2 separate regions of the Astyanax mexicanus genome follow, and region 2 is linked to region 1. Evidence: chromatin contacts called from public Hi-C data. All regions are on one chromosome and are shown on one strand. The core of a region is the stretch at or near the end of the contact, and the rest is flanking DNA. Distances in the headings are between cores, read along the strand shown.

Region 1 (5,389 bases), core at 1,620-4,119:
AATGAAAAAATGCACATGCTGTTGAAAAACTGAATTCTTGTACAACACTGCCACCAAGTGGTTCACACATTTACAGAGGAGAATGTCTGTTCATTTATCCTACAGCGCCCCCTGTTGCCCCTGTATACACATTATTTACAGAAAATACACAGCACAAATTTACGAGAGGTTATAATCTGGTTTACACACATTTTATTTACTTTTTAATGAGGAATCCGCCTTTCTGTGAGGTATAGGTACAAAAATCGAAATAAAATATATATATACAGCTCTAAAAAAAATGATGAATTTCTTTGATTTTACCAAATTAAAAACCTCTGGAATATAATCAAGAGATAATGAGATGGATGATCACAAGCCATCAAACCAAGCCGAACTGCTTGATTTTTGGCACCAGGAGTGGCATAAAGTTATCCAAAAGCAGTGTGTAAGACTGGTGGAGGAGACCATGCCAAGATGCATGAAAACTGTGATTAAACAACAGGGTTATTCCACCAAATATTGATTTCGGAACTCTTTATAAATTCTGAAAACGTTATAAATATGAACTTGTCTTCATACATAAAAACAATTAAGCATCCCCTCGATTTATAGTTGAGAAATCGAACTGTTTCTAAAACCACAGCCACCACATCTATAGCTGGGATAGGTTACAACTACAAAAAGGTTCCCCCAGCCTGTAATTCTACAGTTCCTCCACTGTACTCTCATTAAAACAAACCTCTGTGCAGCTGTCTATCGTGCTTCTCTTTTTTATATATTAGTCTAAGTCTGTTTTTCTGTGAATCAAAATGTCTGCTCCAGGTGAGGCTCGAACTCACAACCTCGGCATTGCTCTGCATTGTACTGCTGTATAAGTACCGCGCGCTAACCGATTGCGCCACTGGAGCTCCATCCACCCAGGCTCCCTGCACGGCTTATAATTACAACACTCCAACACCGCGATCATCACATCAGCTGGTCAATAATTATCTACTTAGTTGTGCGGCATCCGCGTTTTTCTCTCTCTAGTGTAATGCTCTGAGAGAACGAGCCGATTTATTATTTATTCTTTAGTCCAAACGGGCACAAAAGACAGTTAAATTAGCCAGTTAGCAACGCTAGCTAACGTTAGCTAGCAAACCAAACAGCAGCTTATAGTAAGTGACTGTAATGTCTGTACTGTTAGCTTTAGCGTTTGTGAGCGTCTAAATTATAAAACTATACTTATAAAAACTATTTAGGTTAAGTTACTTTCAAAGTCAAAAAAGTCCTGGATATTATTCTACACACATATAACGAGCTAACAATCTCCCTGAAACGCGTTTATTTGGATGAGTAACGTTAAAGCGTTTCCCTAATTTAAATTAGGCTTACATTTAACGTTACAATGCTTTAATATGAAGTGGTCATAAATAGAAGGTAAATTAGCTTGCTAACTAGCTAGCTTATCTTAATAATTTATATTTAGAGCTCCCCAATTTCTTAGTGTTTTATTATTTATTCACGAAATAAATAAAAGGAGTTTTGTTATACGCTAGCTACCAAGTTAACCCTAACTAACCTAGGTTAGCTTAACTAAGCTATCATTTTATTACACGTGTTTTGGCACATTCCTCATTTTACCGAGTCCCCAATAATATGGGCCACCATTAACTAGCTAGTCAATCCAGTTTAATTGGCTAACTAGCTAAAAGTTAGTTGGTCTGATGCTCGCTGATTACATTAAATTGGCCTCGACACACAGTTAACGAACTAACTAACTAGCTAACGTTACTGACTGATTCTAATTAATCTCAAGTATGATAAAGGACTGACAGCTGTTAGCTATACAACAAATCCTACTCCCTTATGTAGTTAGTGCTGACAGCAGGCTCTATCCTTATCTCACATTATTGATATTGAACTAATAAATCCTGAACCCTTCATCGTAATAAAGTCCTTTCGTCTTATATAATTCATTAAAGTTAGCTAGCTAAGTCAAGTATAACTATGTACTCACTGGGATTTTAAACTTAAACATGAACTTGAAGCTAAAAAACGTATTTATCATTGACAGCTGACTGACTATTCAGGCTATACAATGTTAAACCATATAAAATCACACATTCAAGGGAAATTTAATTAGCAAACACGAGCATTTTAGTTAAACCTTTTCGGGTACTTTAGGTCGCTGAACTCCGAAAGTAAAGTCTGGGCTCATAGTCCATTTCTGCACCTCTCGCTATCCTGGCTCCAGACTGCAGCACCCCGCCCCTTTTCCCGCCGGAGTCCAAAACAAAATTCTGTCAAAATAAAAGTTCATCCTTAAAAACATAGATTTCTTTTTTCATTGAATATCCTAAACTAGTTTAAGAAAATATAATAGAAAACAATAAAAACGGCTAAATTCATGGATTGATGTAAATAATAAAATAAATTATACACACACAAACACTGGCACCAGGTTTAATATTAGGTATAATTATTTCACCATTGAAATTGCAATTATTGCACTGTATTGTACTGTATTAATGTCATGAATGTTTATAAAAATGTCAGCTGAAAACTGTATTCCAAGTAAATTAAGTTTGTATAATTTGACTCCTTAATAAAAATGCATACAATAAAACAGTGTTGCTCAATAATTTCATTTGCCAACATTTTTATTAATTGATATATTATTTATTACACAAAAATAGAGAACTTTCAATATTTTAAACATTACTTTGGAAAAAAAACTGAAGGCATAGTGAGATGTGCCACTTTACCGAGTGTTAACTAGCGTTACCTGTCCTCCTCCTTCTGTATTTTTTGTTCGAATTTGGTATATTTCAGAATGGCTTTTATTTTGACAGGAAAGTTACAAAACTTTCCAGCAACTGTTCCGCGTTTCAAGAAACTGCAGCTGCAGAAAGCAACTTCAGACCAGCAGCAGTCAGACAGAGACACACACACACACACACATACATTAAACTAAACTAACTTACTGTGGTTCGAAGCCGTCATCCAGAAAAATGACAAACGAGTCTCTTCATCTTAATGTAGATCAGTGGATTGCGGAGAATGAGAAATCCTTTCTACCACCCGTCTGCAACAAATTAATGTAAGTATTACAGACGTGCAGACATTTAACGTTAGTTAAGTACTGTAACGTTATTTACTGAAATCACTTGTACTGAACTGAGGAGGAAAATCATCATTTTCAGGTTCTTCTATCAGCTTAATATAATGTATGTTGGAGGTCCCAACATACGGAAGGATTACCACATAGAGGAGGGTGAAGAGGTGAAGTATAAATGGTAGAAAATTGGGTTTACAGGACAAATTTGGGCTTCAATTCAATGGGTTCTAAAGGCAAATCTGCAGATTTGTTGTAAAGCTTTGTTCTTATCTTTTAATCTTTGCTGATTTTTTTAATGAAATATGTCTTCTTTCTGATATTTCGCATTTAATTGATTGCAACTTTGTCTGTGATTTGTTACTGATTTGATTCTGTGATTCTACTTCTTATTCCAGAGAAGCCTTTTCTATGTGTAAGTGCTTTTTTTAACTAAGTGTGTTTTGCAATTGTGGTGTCTCTAATTAAATTTGGTTTTTGCACTGTAGTAGGGTAGGCCCAGTCCCATTTTTGATTGTAACCCTTCCCCTTGGAACAGAGGTACGTTAAGAATTGGGACAACTCTTCAAGCCCACCAGTACAGACATAGCTAGTTCTAGCAATTCAACAACCTAGCTGCTGTTTAACTAGTTAACTTTAGAACGAGGGTGGTGCAGCAATTAATTATTATTGTTTATTCTTTCATTCCCCTGTGATGGGGAGCTAAAATTAGCTTTTATTAGCTTTTATTTTTCTGTTCCACCTTAAATGCTGCAGCCTCCCTGTGTCTGTTGCACTATTTAAGGTGGAATGTGAAAGTTAGCTTGTTAGCTAGCTACCGAGACAAACTACTACATATTTTCTATGCTTGTTATGAAGAAAATGGCTACAAAACATTGAAACAACACATTAAACTATGGCATAATAGTGGTTATGATGATTTTTAACAAGGAAAATACTCAAATTTGTGGGTTTCATTTTGTCACTTGTGCTATCATCTTGCCAGTGATTCTTTTATCCCTCAGTTTTGAGTGAGCCTCTGAAAAATCTTAGTTTGATGAGCCAAGTAGCCCTAACACACTTAGGGCTAAGTGGTAGGGCCTAAGGGTGAAATAGGATTGGGACTTAGTGTTTTTTTCTTCTTGCTGAATCCTGTTATTTACAGTACGTCACTTTTTATTGTTAATTTATCCCGTCCCGTTCTTATTTAGACTACAGTCTGTCTAATTAAACAAATTACAAATGATTATATCATATCTCCTGCACAAGCATAGCCTTGAAATAGTCTACTCTCTATTGACTGGACAGTTCAGTGATCTGTCCGGGTTAATTATTGCATGCCGAGTCTCAAAGTCAAGTCCAGAGTTTTCTGACTTGACTTTTGAATCTGCCCTTGTTTTTCACATATTAAGTGTCCACACTTAATACACATTCTTTCACTTCTGCTGTTTTCCTCTGCTTCCTCTTTGCTTAGCAGTAGTGTAGGTTTCATTTTAGGGAAGATACACTGCTCTCATATCACCTGACATGTCTTACACTGAGAATATATGCACTGTGTCACTGTATGTCACTGTTAGGAACAGTTTCTTTCCCAACTTCAACATTAGCTTTATATAACCAGCCTCAACAATAAAAAAACTACAGTATACCACCGTGCACATTTTGAGCTACAGAAAACTAGATATACAGTAGCATTCAAAGTTTGGACACACCTCTTTTCTGTGTTTTATTTTATTTTATGTTTTTTTTACGATGTAAATATAATAGTGAAGACATTAAAACTTTATAGTAACATGTGGAATTATTTTGTAAATGGAAAATGTGTTAAACAAACCAGAATATTTTATAATTTAGATTCATTTAAGTAGCCAAATTTAGCTTTAAGAACAGATCTGCACACTGTTGGTATTTTAATCTGTGTCTTCATAAAGAAGAGTCACCAAGAATAGTTTTTTCAGCATCTTGAAGGAGTTTCTGAACAAAAGTTGCTGCTTTTCTTTATGCTGTGTAGCTCCAGTTTATCCCAAATCACCAAATTACCCATCTCAGTTGGCTTTAGATCAGGGGCCCAACATTTTTTTGTCTACTACATAATTCCCACATAATATGTGTCCCTTCATGTTTTTAATATTAATCTATAATGTAGAAAATAATTTAAATAAAGAAATAAAGTAAAACACTGAATCAGAAGTTGTGTCCAAAGTATATTCTCAGTAGTACAGTATATTCTCATGGGGCAAAACAGCTACCTAACTGAGATGGTTTGTGATGTAGAAAACTGAGCCAAATCTGTGTTGAATGATCTAATTTAGGCAACTTGTATAAAAACTG
Region 2 (5,389 bases), core at 1,738-4,237, 470 kb before region 1:
TAGAGGCTGACTCGTGCACATTTGTATGGGAGTGTGTTCTTGCATGTTTGTGTGTTCGTGTATGTGTGCTCAAGAATGAGTGAGTGTGCATGCCTGTGTGTGTAGTACACTCGTAAAAAAAAAAAAAAAGAAGGTGCTTCATTTGCTCTTTGAGCTTTAAACAATGTTTGTAATAGAGATGTGTATGTAGCGACATCATAGATTATGGAAATATCATTCATTTTCAAAAGTTTGATTTGCGGAACAATGGCTGCACTCAACAAAACGGGGTGTATTCCAAAATGCACACAACACTACACTAAATAGTATATTAAACATAGTGCACCACCATTAGATGTGCATTTATTGACATAGTAAGTTAAGTGTAGAAGTGTGTGATTTGGGATGCAGCCATGGCTTTCTTCAGGATGCATGCTGATATAGTAAGTAAAGTGTAGAAGTGTGTGAATTGGGGCGCAGCCATGGCTTTCTTCAGGATGCATGCTGAGTATGTAAGATTAATTGTTAGGTCTAGCCCTAAAGTTCTAAAAGTTCACTATTTAACATTTTTAATGTTCCTCAAAAAGAAAGAATTTGTAGAACCTTCATTTTAGGTAGTCAAAAAAGATGAGAATCATCTTTGTGTAACATATTATAGCTTTCTTTTGTCGTGCCAAAAAATGAGGGCAGTGTTTTGCAGCCGGGCCACAAAAATCTGAACTCCTCCAAGGCCAGCTCTATTTTCCACTCCTGTATTTTTAACACACTTTCACACATCGGTGTGGTTGCTGTCTTTGTCTTGTACAGTATGTTGTATTTCTTTTTTTTTTTTTCTTTTTTTTTGGATGCACCCTTTAACCCGGTTCCCAGAAAAAAGCCTCCTCGGCTCCTGAGGGCTCTGTTATGCAATCGATGTGTGGAGCAAGGGAGGCTGGTGGCTGGGCTGAATTGTCTGTAGATGGCAGGGTCGCCTTCAGGCCTGCAGTTGTAATGTTCATTACTGTAAAGTGATGTAATGTTTTGGAACGGCCCAGCAGAGCCGACCCCCTTTCCACCCAGCGGCGGGGCGGTGTGTGTGGGGGTAAAACAAAGTCACTGTCAGTGTTTGACACTCTTGAATTTGTGCACAGCGCAGCCACAGGCGTGTGTGTGTGTGTGTGTGTTACTGAGGTCCACTTTGATGCTTTAATGAGAGATGGAGAATGCAGCTAGCAGATGGGAGCCAGACAGAAAGGGTATATAAATATATGCTCAGTACCTGTTTTGAACGTTAGATGGTGCCCAAGACGTACTTTATGTCTTTCTGATTAAAAGAACCCTTTAAGACCCATAGAGGGCGGTATTGGATCGGTTTAGTGACTAAGGGGGTGAGGCATGAGGCATTCCTTCACATGGTCCTCATTTTTGGGCTGCTGCTGAAGCAGTAGTGCTCATTATGAGGAGCACTGCTCAGTGAGTGCAGAGCTCAGATATGACCAGAGGTTTTGAAGGTTTAGAATATATTTCCTGCACTTCTATAGCTAAACCACTCCAGCCTAAAACTAGGTGACGGTCATGTTATATAGGCTGCCAAGTAAAGAAAACTACAGTTAATCATTCTCAGCAGTGGATAGGCTACTTTAGTTTATTACTACAGACTTTGATCGTTTTACAGATATCGAAAGTGCTGGGTGTTGATTAACCACAAAGGAAGCATTCAAAACTGGGTTACTGTAACGTACCACGGCACACTGTTAACTGCCTGTTGCTTTATCTATCTGGATTTATCTATCTGTTTATCTATTTAGCTTTTTATCTGTCTGCGGGCTCTGATAGGGTTTCAGCATTACCCTCAGAAGTGAAGAACCTGTGTACTAAAGCAACCAGAGCACGTTTTAGACATGCAGTCTCCTCCCCCACTAGCACTCCTCAGTGCTTTCAAAACTGCTAGCTAATAGTAATGGTAATAGCTGGCTAATATTTGTTTCCCTCTGCTACAAAGAGAAATTTAAAATATGTACAACAATGACTGTGTCGACATTGTGCAGCAGTACATAACTTCAACTTCATGTGAGCAGATATTTGTTTTATCTGAAACACAATCAAACCAAGTGAAATAAAGCAATAACCACTTACATAAATGAATAAATGATATACAATATGTGGGACAAACAAAATTAGGCCATAAAATGCCATAAATTAGGTCATAAGTACGGCAATAATTATGTTATCAACTTTTCGTAGCTACAATCTACTGACTTGGTCCCAATATAAATATATTTTTTTTTGCTGACTTTGTTATTGCATATTGTTTTACCTAGCAAGGAGACAACATTAGTGTCAGTGAGCTAATATGTCAACTTTTAAAAAATAGTGGTTATGAAAGTGTTTTTGTTTGATATATTCCAGTTTGATTCTGTATTTTTTTCATTATTGATAATATTATTTTGCTCTTTAGAAGTGTGTAATTTCATTTGTTATTGTGTTACTATTATCAGTGGTACGAAATGGTCTTAAAAGAACATTACTATATAATTTATTGTAATTATTTTTAGGACAATGTCATTCATTGGGGTAAATTTCATTTTAAGTGCTGCCAAACTGGTGAAGAGTATTAGGACTTTCCAGTAAAATGACTAAATGGTAAAATTACCTTACACTTTGTTTTAAAGTTTTTTTTTTCAATAACTCTTCTGTGCTTAATTCTTAAATTCTTAATTCTTAAAGCACAGAAAAACACTCTTTTAAAAACTGTGTGCGCAGTGAATATGTATATATGTGAATATGAAGACTGAGCGTGTATAAACTGTAGGAGTTTTGTGGAGTTTGGGTCTCCTCGTGTTGTCCAGCTCCTCTCACTCCTCCACCAGAAAGTTATAGACTGTGGAGTCACAGCGAAGTTAAACTGCTGGGCGGGGCTTTTAAGTAGAGCTGACCAATCAGCGGCGGCGCTCGACTTGGTCCAAAAGTGAGTGGTCGCGCGGCTCCGGCTGCGGTCCCGCCCCCTCGGGCCGCTCTGCTCTCGGTATATGTTGGAGGGGAGCGCGCGGCGGACTGTTCTGACTCGGCAGAGAGAGACGGAGGGAGACGAACAGCAACTCGAAACACAACTAACTCACAGCTCCGCTCTAGTGGCAGACCCGGACATCTGGAATTACTTTTACAAACTCCGTCTCTCGGACTCCTCTCCCAAACTAGCAGTCGTGGCAAACGAAGCCCAGAAGTAAACACCAGCTGCGCTCCGGGATCCTGGTTGGTTCTCCAATGAAAGATCTACTGCAGCTCGTCAGCTCAGAAGCAGCAATGTCGACCTCCATCCTGACCGCCATCTACGACATCGACATGCTCTACAAGGTAGTTGGTTATCTAGCAAAAAAAAGTGACTTTTGTTAGGTGCAGGGGAAGTTTGTACGCAGCAGTTAAGCTTTCATTCTACTTTTCCTGTTGTGTGAAAGTGGCACTTAGCTAGCAGTAGCCTGCTCTGCACAAACTGCCCTGCACAACTTTGTGTTTTTTTTCTGCTTTAACACTCACTTTAACTCCTTTAACTCCAGTATTGAGCTGGTGATACGCTGATTAGTTGGATCATGTGTGTTGGGGCAGAGAAAACACGCAGAAAAAGTGTGCAAGGCAGTGGGTCTCCAGGACCAGGGTTTTGAAAAACTCGACCAGTAGTGCACTAAACTAAACTTCAGCTCAAACTTTTGCTGCAGGCTAAAGCTAGCTAGCATGCACTTTTCCTCCTGTAGTTCGCTAGGCTATCTAGTTAGTTAACTAACTCCTGTCCTGTTAGGAACTTTGTGTTTTCAGCTCCAGCTTTATGTAACTAAGTGAGCTAACTTTCTTCCCTGTTTCTCCACAGCCTGAGAAAAACTTTAACATGAACGCCCTCCACTTCAACAACCTTCTGGACAAGAAGGCGGTGGGCGCCCCTCTGTCCAGCCCGGCCAGCGCCACCAGCTGTCCTATCGCTCCGGGATTTTTCCGCCGCAACTCGGCTGGCAGCACGGATTTGCAGCCGAGCAACGGCAACAAGTACACGTACAAGGACAGCAGCAGCACCACCGCCATGCTGAACAAGGAGAACAGCTGCAGCAGGTACCGCGAGCGCGCCTTCAGCGAGGGCGGGGAGCGCACGCAGGCGCAGCCGCAGCAAGCGCAGCAGAAGGCGGCCTCGCAGATCAACTCCACCCGCTACAAGACGGAGCTCTGCCGGCCCTTCGAGGAAAACGGCGCCTGCAAGTACGGCGAGAAGTGCCAGTTCGCGCACGGTTACCACGAGCTGCGCAGCCTCTCTCGACACCCCAAGTACAAGACGGAGCCGTGCCGCACCTTCCACACCATCGGCTTCTGCCCTTACGGCCCGCGCTGCCACTTCATCCACAACGCGGACGAGCGCCGGCCGGCCCCGGCCAGCCACAGCCACTCGTCCAACGGGGCCGAGCCCAAGTGCTCCAGCGGCGGCTACGTGCCCCGAGATGCGCCCCCTGTCGGCGGTCCGGCTTATCGCGACAGACCCAAGCTCCACCACAGTCTCAGCTTCGCCGGCTTCTCCACGCAGCACGGCCTGGACTCGCCGCTGCTGGACACCAGCCCCACGTCCCGCACGCCCCCGCCCCCTTCCTCCGGCTTCTACGAGGACGCGCTGGCGCCCAGCCCCTTCTCCTTCCCCGCCGGCCAAGACCTGAAAGCGCTGCTGGCCCCTCTAGCTGTGCAGACGGCCGGCGGCTACGCCACCTCGTACTACGGCAGCTTCCAGACCCCGGTGGGTCCCCCCTCGCCCCCTTACAACCTGAGCCACCTGCAGGCGCTGCAGCGCCTCTCGGAGTCGCCGGTCTTCGACTCCCCGCCCAGCCCGCCGGACTCCATCTCCGACCGCGACAGCTTCGCCAGCGGCTCGCTCAGCTCCTCCGGCAGCCTCAGCGGCTCCGAGTCGCCCAGCCTGGACGGCGGGCGGCGTTTGCCAATCTTCAGCAGGCTGTCGATTTCTGATGATTAGAGGTCTGAGCTGATCTGAGATCTGAGATGAGGACGCGTGTGTTTGGATTTTCCTGTTTCCAGGACTGGAGGAGCTGAGATGATTCCAGACTGTTAGTTAGCTGAGATAAGCTAAATTATAAAAGCAGCAGCAGAGTCTCATTCACGACGACCTGTGAGAGTTTTACAGACTTCAACATCCAGGGAGATGGATTGTCTGTCACACCATGGCATTAGTTTTGTTTCTTTCCTTCTCTATCTCTCCTTTCTGCTTTTGAACTGATAGCTATGAAAGTAGCTCGATATCAACAGAAGGCATTCCAGCAGCGTGTGCTCCAGCAGACCCTCACTTTCCGCGCACACGCTTCTCTTTCTTTCTGCACAGAGACTGACCTTTTCTTCAGTATGAGAGACAGAGCGGTTTCAGATTTTCCTCCATCCTACCAAGAATATG

Evidence for each region. Hi-C and Micro-C count contacts between places; a contact is called where the count stands out from the background.
Region 2: a contact with region 1 is called in a Hi-C map of muscle, with 12 times the contacts expected there. The contact joins the promoter of LOC103031649 here to the promoter of haao in region 1. A contact is called at or near these places in 2 of 3 Hi-C or Micro-C datasets (both in muscle).

Annotation. Positions count from the first base shown.
Region 1 is chr7:20,290,384-20,295,772 of AstMex3_surface, reverse strand. haao (3-hydroxyanthranilate 3,4-dioxygenase) reads left to right here and starts at 2,869. Exons shown (of 10, transcript XM_007235270.4): 1 at 2,869-3,064; 2 at 3,168-3,246. The coding sequence starts at 2,976. It overlaps LOC111196024 (a long non-coding RNA gene), which reads right to left and starts at 2,235. Exons shown (of 3, transcript XR_002651970.2): 1 at 2,132-2,235. It overlaps trnai-uau (transfer RNA isoleucine (anticodon UAU)), which reads right to left and starts at 890; the gene lies at 797-890.
Region 2 is chr7:20,755,539-20,760,927 of AstMex3_surface, reverse strand. LOC103031649 (mRNA decay activator protein ZFP36L2-B) reads left to right here and starts at 2,987. Exons shown (of 2, transcript XM_007255794.4): 1 at 2,987-3,312; 2 at 3,821-5,389. The coding sequence starts at 3,223. The coding sequence ends at 4,957.